Linked DNA regions of Mus musculus: region 1 is linked to region 2. The links are chromatin contacts, called in public ChIA-PET maps. All regions are on one chromosome and are shown on one strand. Each heading gives the region's core, a stretch centred on a gene start, on an enhancer-like site or on the middle of the called end of the contact. The rest is flanking DNA. Distances are from core to core; before and after follow the strand shown. Region 1 has its middle 95 kb from the start of Gm36520. Region 2 holds the start of Rpl34 (ribosomal protein L34).

The links. ChIA-PET counts read pairs in DNA pulled down with a chosen protein or histone mark.
Region 1: an RNA polymerase II ChIA-PET map of memory CD8 T cells shows a contact between it and region 2, with 114 read pairs. The contact joins the enhancer-like site here to the promoter of Rpl34 in region 2. A contact is called at or near these places in 1 of 39 promoter capture datasets (the C10 cell line) and 5 of 115 datasets of contacts at active chromatin or transcription factors (the SCID.adh cell line, effector CD8 T cells, embryonic stem cells and 2 more).

What each region holds. Positions count from the first base shown.
Region 1 is chr3:130,944,773-130,948,807 of GRCm38.p6, forward strand. No RefSeq gene overlaps it. Among named protein-coding and RNA genes, the nearest start is that of Gm36520, 95 kb to the left of the region's middle. Within about 2 kb of position 2,724, at least 170 of the 459 cell types and tissues checked have an H3K27ac peak or open chromatin away from gene starts, as enhancers often do. A contact at or near this core is called in the SCID.adh cell line, effector CD8 T cells, forebrain and 1 more, where this site is marked.
Region 2 is chr3:130,728,986-130,732,590 of GRCm38.p6, forward strand. Rpl34 (ribosomal protein L34) reads right to left here and starts at 1,413. Exons shown (of 5, transcript NM_001005859.3): 1 at 1,333-1,413; 2 at 244-317; 3 at 66-165. The coding sequence starts at 308.

The DNA.
Region 1 (4,035 bases), core at 1,474-3,973, 220 kb after region 2:
ATAGTTGGAAGACTAGGGTGTGAAGAGAGGGAAAAGATTACATGTCATAAGAAAAAGGAAATTGTGTTGATAATGATTCCTGGAGCCACAGCTAGCAACTTCAGCTAAATATGCCCAATGTGGCCCAATGCTACCAGCGTTAAGAGCATTCCTCATACAGATCAAAGGAAGACCCTCAGAATGATGTCTTTAAACTCAATACAAATATTGTCCCCCAAACAGGAGATCTGCAGAATACTAGACTTTGCATATATTAGAAGAATTTCTCAGGTCACAGCAAGACTAATCTTTAACATCACAAGATTCATTCATTCATTCATTCAATGTATTTGATATCTAAAAAGCAGCTTTATTTTTATGGCAGTCTGGAGCTCAGAGGAAAAGGAACATTGTGGCAGTAAGAGATGGGCTCTGTAGACATTCAAATCTCTGGTCACCGTAACCTTTTCAAGCCACACTTACTTCATAGAATCATTGTGGATTGATTGGCAGAGTCCTCAGATGAGAACACTGACAATCCAGGTTGACTGTAAAAGAGAACAATAATTTCAAGTGTGAAGGAAACGTTCCAGATTAAAAAAACAAAAAAAACAAAACAAAACAAACAAACAAAAACACAGTGTATGCTGTCTAGATCCTTATAAACATATTTCCTCTTCATGAAGACAACTGTCACACTTCCTTCCCTGAAGTGTATGCTGTTAAGCTTATTTACTTCCTGGTACTCAGAATAGGTTTTTCTCCAGCAGTCTGGGAAGGCAGCCGGGTGGGTGGGTGGCTTTGGGGCCCACACTGGACCAGCATCTGAGTCGCAACAAATCCCATATTGTCCAGACCCTAATGAAATTGCTTCTGGCGTCGCCAGGAAAGTGTTTACTCGCCTCTAAATTAACTCCATTGTCCATCCGAGAGAAGAAAGTAAGTCAGCTATCAAAAGGGAAAAAAACAAAAAACAGAAAACAAAAAATGAGGCAGGCACGGAGTTCTTGCTTACAGCAGTAGGTTTTATTGTTTTGTTGTTGTTATTTTGGTTTTAAAGGGTTGTTTTTCCACAAGTTCCTTTATGTCCTAAGACAAAGTCCCTTCTCGTGGCTCTCTGTCCCGTAATGACATTTCTCAGAACAGCCTTGGGCTCCTGGTCGCTGTCCCGTTGTGCGCCACCACCACCCCTCCCCACTTCATCCCCCATGGCTGCACGCAGAAACCTTTTCCTCAAGTGATGGACTCCTGTTTTGCAGCCAGTCAGCACCTGCTCTCAAAACCTGATCCCTCCCTGGTTTGTTTCAAGTGGAGCCAGGGGATCCGGACTTAATTAGCAGTGATATATCTCTCATACTGATCAGTTCCATCCAGCTTCCCCCTGGGGCCCCAGATTTGTCTCTATTTGGAATCCCCGTGCTTGCTGGGCGGCTGGTGTTTGCAGTTAGCTGGCAGCCGCTCGCTCGCTCGCTTGCTCGCTTGCTCGCTTGCTCGGAGAGCACGCCGGGTGGGAACACTCGCCGGGTGGCGGAGCAGGCAGCCTTTGGCGGGGCTGGGGAGGAGACAAGTCCTGGCGGCTTCCTTCAGCCCAGTGCCCACAGCCAAAGGCCAGGCTGGGAGACAGCCCCTCCTCAGACACCGGAAGAGACTCGGGGAGGCTGGGAATGGCTGGAGACGGTGGTCACCCTCACTCAAGGAAGCTCCGTGGCATGGCAGAGGCCTGGATGTCGCGAGTTTGCAAATGGCCTTTTGGGCTGCTGAGGAAGGATTTCTTTCTTTCTTTCTTTCTTTCTTTCTTTCTTTCTTTCTTTCTTTCTTTCTTTCTTTCTTTTTCAGGAGGGGAAACCGCCTCCTGCTCTGTACCATCTCGAGCCAAAATAACATGTTTTGGCAACCATTATTTGGCAATTAGGGCCTCAGCTCACTGAAAGCATTCTTCCATGCAAAATATGCCTTGGAAAGAAAACACTAAACCACATCTGAGTGAAAATATAGGAAGTCAACAAAGGGGTGACTGAGCAGGGAGAGTCAGCAGGAGCGCTTTGGAGGAGGGCGCAGTTGGCAACTAGACCTTTCCATTGCCCTGACTCCAACTCTACCCCAGTCTAGGCAAGGCTCGAAGACTTAGCATAACAGCATACTGCGTGCTGGGCTCCATTCCCTGGCCCCCCAAACAGCCTTCCCGGCAGGATCTAAAGAAAGGCAAAAGATAGGGTATGTCTGCAGGTCAGTTCACCCCACCCCCCAGCCACCCCCACCCTCCCAGCTACACACATATACAATCTGCAAGACTGAGCAGGGGACGGGAACAACGGGTACAGGGACCCTTCTAGGTACTGACTGACTCCTCTCTCATCCTAACACTGCTCCCTTTCAGCCAGTGTGAGAGCAGAGAGATTGCTCTTCCCACGGTCCCATGGAAACCGCATCCTTTGATAAAGAGAACCGCCAAGCAGGTTAACATCCATCAGGTACAACCGGACAGAAGCAAGGAGATTATGACTCAGGGCATGTTGCGTTTTCTGGTGTGTTCCAAGCATATGTGTTGCCATATGCTCTGGTCTACTGTCACACACAGTCTGCTGTGTTCATTCTTTACTGTCCTTGCTCAATTCCCCGATCTGTTGCCTGGTGAGAAACTGTAAAGATTGGGCTTTGAAGGCAGGAAGCAATACCCAATTACACCTTGCACACAATAATACGCCTCTACAGTGGGCCCGACAAAACCACATCCTCCACTCAGCTGTCACAGCGTAGGGCAGACACAGGGCCAAGACACCTGGACTCCCCTCCCTTGTAAACACAACTACCACCTGTAGGCTAGCTCCAGAAGAAATGTTAGTGGATGTCCTGTGGACAGAGACAACCAAAGTGGTTCTCATCACTCTCTCACTGTGTAGCTAGCTCATGAACATGTTAGGTTTAATCTTACAATTCTTAATGACACATCCTTCCTTCATTATTAGAACAATTTTTCTAGCATTGAATGTTAGCATAGGATAACCCTGGGCTGCTTCTGCCCAGCCATGGAATGAACTGAGGCAGGGGGTGTTCCTAGAACGTGCAAGGATCCCTTTGTCTCAGTCTCCTGGGTTCCTGACTGCCAAGATTATAGCTATAATTTAACGTACCTGTGTTACTAATATTTAGATTCTATAGTTATAGTTTAACAATGGTGAAGTCTATTGTTTAACAGCTGCACCCATTTCTACAGGGTAAGTTTCATGGGATCAAATAGTGAAGGATTTTTTTTATGTGTACCCTGGTGTGAGTTTATGTGTACCATGTACAGCAGGTGTCCATGGAGATCGGAGGGTGCAGGATCCCCTGGATCTAGATTTACAGTTGGCTGTGAGCCACCTGATGTTGGCACTGAGAATGAACCCAGGTCTTCAGCAAGAGCAGAAGTCGTCCTTGACTGCTAAGCCATCTCTCTAGCCCTATCAGTGGGCTATTTCTAACCGAAGCAGAGAGAGCGTTTTCTTTTCTTTTTTCTTTTCTTTTTTTCTTTTTTGGTTTTTCGAGACAGGGTTTCTCTGTGTAGCCCTGGCTGTCCTGGAACTCACTCTGTAGACCAGGCTGGCCTTGAACTCAGAAATCCGCCTGCCTCTGCCTCCCGAGTGCTGGGATTAAAGGCATGTGCCACCACGCCCGGCTGGTTGTTGTTGTTTTTGTTTTTGTTTTGTTTTGTTTTGTTTTTGGTTGAGAGCGTTTTCTTGTTTTCCATCTTTTTATAATCATTCACAGGATCACTATGATTTGTCCATTGCACTGGGGTTTCTGAAATCAGCCTTCAAAATACAAACTATTGACATTTTCAAATAAAAGCACTATATTTTCAGTTAGTGTTCCAAGTTTAAACAGTCTAGCAATCAAAGGCCAACATGTTTAAGTGTGGCACACCGTCTTCTATTTTATGGGAACTATCATTTTGCACTAATGTTGCCTCTGTTTACCCGAGTGAAGCCAGATTTTCAGTGTTTTTCACTTGTGTATTGTCCCTCTCACCAAAGCAAACGTGGGGCGGCAGGGTAAGCCGGGCCACACAGGCGGAAG
Region 2 (3,605 bases), core at 163-2,662:
ACTTCGGACTAGAGATATCAAGTCCGCCTACTGAGGGATTAAAACTCTATCAAAAGGACACTCACCCCTCGAAGTCTGCCTGGGCACACGCCACATGCAGATTTAGGTGCTTTCCCAACCTTCTTGGTGTAGAGGTAAACAATCCTGTTGCCAGGGGTTCGAGACCTAGGAAGGGAGATTGTAAGTAGCTCAGCATACTAGAGAAAGCGATTTGAAAGTTATTTCAAACTTGCAGATACTTACAGCCTAGTTTTGTTAGAGGCTGTGTTGTAGGAAAGCCTACGGCGGTATGTCAAACGCTGGACCATCCTGAGTGCCTACAATTTAGAGAGAACACAATCACCTTTCACCATAATAAAGGCCAAAGCGTCACCACATAAAATATCTTACATTCATATACACACTCATTCACACCGTGCTCTTACAAAGGCCCGGTTCTAAAGAATCCCACATTTAAACTAGAGATGAAGAGCTCCTGGGCTCTAAGACAGTATTCCCCCCTAATTTATACAGCTACCAGTAGGATGAAGACACCGAACTACCCCAGTGGCGGCAGCTGGTAAGGCGTCATGACAATCTAGGTCTTGTCCCAAAACAGCGTCCTGGAGAAGTCTTGTTTACTACTAGGGCCGGGTTTCGTGCTGTTTCAAATCCAACTTCGTTCGTTCCTTAGCAGACCAGCTACTAAAGGACTCTCCAGCCCGCAGCAGCGATGCTGCATTTTGGACTCCAGACCGTCAACGTGCCAGACAAACATTCTACCCGAGAGCTTCACACACAGGCGACTTCGTTTAAATCTCAAGCCCTGGGACGAATGGCTGGAGTTGATTAATAAGCGCTACAGGTGACCTGTCTTCCACACCTTCCCAACACCCACTTTACGTAAAAGGAGCCCAAACGCCAAGCGCGACCCGGACCAGTGCTAAGGACCCTGAGCCGCCACTGCTTGATTCGTATCTTCCTAACCAAGCCAGCCGCCGCCGCCGCGTCCCGCTCGCTGACTAGCCACCATGGCAGACAGCACCAGGGGAGCAGCCGGAGGCCGCGCTCCGCTCGCTCTGCGCTTCACGACCACGACTCGGTCTCTCGCTCGCCGTAGCCGACGGCCAGGGTGCGCGCAGCTCCGGCCACTCACCGCTTCGGAAGCCGGGTTTGATCTCGGGCTTCCCGAGTCTACGAGCCGAGGCCTCGGCCGGTACGCACCTCTCCTCGTCCCTCACCACCGACCCCAGCGACAGTCCCGACCCCAAGGGCGTCCCGCCCGCCTGACGCCTCGGATGGCTACGGATCGTAAACGGTAAAAAAACACAGAGCAGAAGAAGGCCACCATACCTCTGAGCACCGTCCCCGGAAGAGGAAAAGGAAGGGGCGGGTGAGTTCAGGGGTCAAGTGTGACGGCGCCGGACAGGAAGTACGTCAGGGAAGGCGGCGCGTCAGCGAGCGCGCCGCCATGTTGTACGGAAGCGGACGCGGGGAACCTGTGTGGATGGCGCCGCGTTGAGCGGCGGATGTGTAGTGCGGCTTCCGTAGGCGGGTGCGTTTTCTAGCCCCGGTAGGAACGTCACGTGAGAAGTTAGGTGTAGGGTCCCTGGTGGGAGCAAAAGCGAGTGACAGAGGAGGCGTCCCCACTTCCATAAGAGAAAACAAGGGCCACGATGCCTTTATCCTAGGGTAATTAGACCTGGTTTAAAATCTTTATGGCGTCCTGTACATAAGGTAGCCCGGGCCCTTCTGCTTCCCGGCCTCTTCTGTTTTTCAGCCAGAGCACACACTTTACAGACTTTTAACCAAGCATTTGCTAATTACTAGCTATCTCACTTTGGGCAAGTCCGCAAGTCTCTAAAAGGAAGATATTAAATACCCCTGTGGCGCTCTGATCAAAAGATCTCCCAAAGTTAAAGCACTTAACCTGCAAGTCTTACAGAGAGCAAGAACGCTATAAAGGGTGGTTAATTTATGATTGTGTGCAAACGACTATTTGAGACTTTGCCTGGATGGTAAAGTTTTGTCTGCAAGATGAAGAGGAGGACCAGAGGGAGTCAGCGACCTCCAAATGTCTATGTGAACGTTTACACTATGGGTCCTTGTTTTTCATCATGTTGTCAAAAGTAATGAACACCTTCCTTGGACTTGAAAGAAGAGCCCATTATCACTGCCATCTTTGTCAAGAAACTAGGTAAACCGCTCTGACTATATCCTTTCCTCGGGTCTCTCTCAAATAGCTGTCCGTATGCATGCGCCTGCGGTCTCTGTTCTTCCCACTGTGGAATCTCTCCAGTCTCTGTTTTAGGCGTTGGATAAAGGCTGGTGTAGAGAGACAAACCTAGTTTTGAATAAATGAATGAATACATTTCCTTATTCATTTTTAAATGAAGACATGCCAAGGCAAGATCATCAAATTAAGCCGGGCAGTGGTGGCGCACGCCTTTAATCCCAGCACTTGGGAGGCAGAGGCAGGCAGATTTCTGAGTTCAAGGCCAGCCAGCCTGGTCTACAGAGTGAGTTCCAGGACATCCAGGGCTACACAGAGAAACCCTGTCTCGAAAAAGCAAAAAAAAAAAAAAAAAAAAAAAAAAAAAAGCAAAAAAAAAAGAAAAAAAAAGTCATCAAATTAATGACCTAAATGTTTTCACCCAGTCCATTCATGTTTTCATTGCATAACATGTAATGCCCTGATATAATCAGCTACCCGCTAACAACCACATGGTTAATAAAGTGTTCCACTCCATGGAGCGCTACAGATTCTGACGAATAATGGTGTAAAAGGAAAAAGAGTCGACACTGAAAACCTTCCAATCTCTCCATCTTGATGCAGATAAACATAGCCACACTTAGAAATCACATTAAAAGCTGTATCTGCAGCTCATTTCAAATAAGAGATGCAGTTAGGAATGTTCCCTCTCCCCTTCCCTTAGTTAAATCCACATCAACCCGGTTATTAATTTAAAAAAATAGTGTGGGCAAAAACGGATAGCCCACGATTTTATCTTACACAGAGATTGCTGTGAGTTCGAGGCTAGCTTGATCTATATACATCTGCTCAGTGAAATTCTATGTAGCAATAAGAATAAAAAATAATTGGGCAGTGGTGGCACACATCTTTTGTCAGATCTCTGTGAGTTTGAAACCAGCCTGGTCTTCAGAGCATGTCCCAGTACAGTCAGGGCTACACACAGAAAACTGTCTCAAAAAACAAAACAAAACAAAAATTATTTTTGAAAATTTTAAAAAAGACTATGGATGAATGGTATAAAAATTAGGTAAGAGACAGCATATATGTAAAAGAACATGAGAAGAGCGACCTTGAACGGTCAGAGGTCAGCACTGTGTTATCTTTGGAGAAAGAGGGAGGAAGAGAAGGCAGAGGACCTATCTGGAGTGATGATCATAATGTCTTGACTTCTGGGTTAAGTTTGTGAATCTGTATGGAGTTATATACTTATCACTCATGGAAACATTTCAATGATTGTATCTACAGGATCTTTGAGGACAGGGCTGGAGAGTTAAGATCATTCACTGCACTTCCCGAGCACTGGGTTCAATTTCCAGCACACATGGTGGCTCACAATCACCCTTGGGATTTGATGCCATCTTCAGACTTTTGT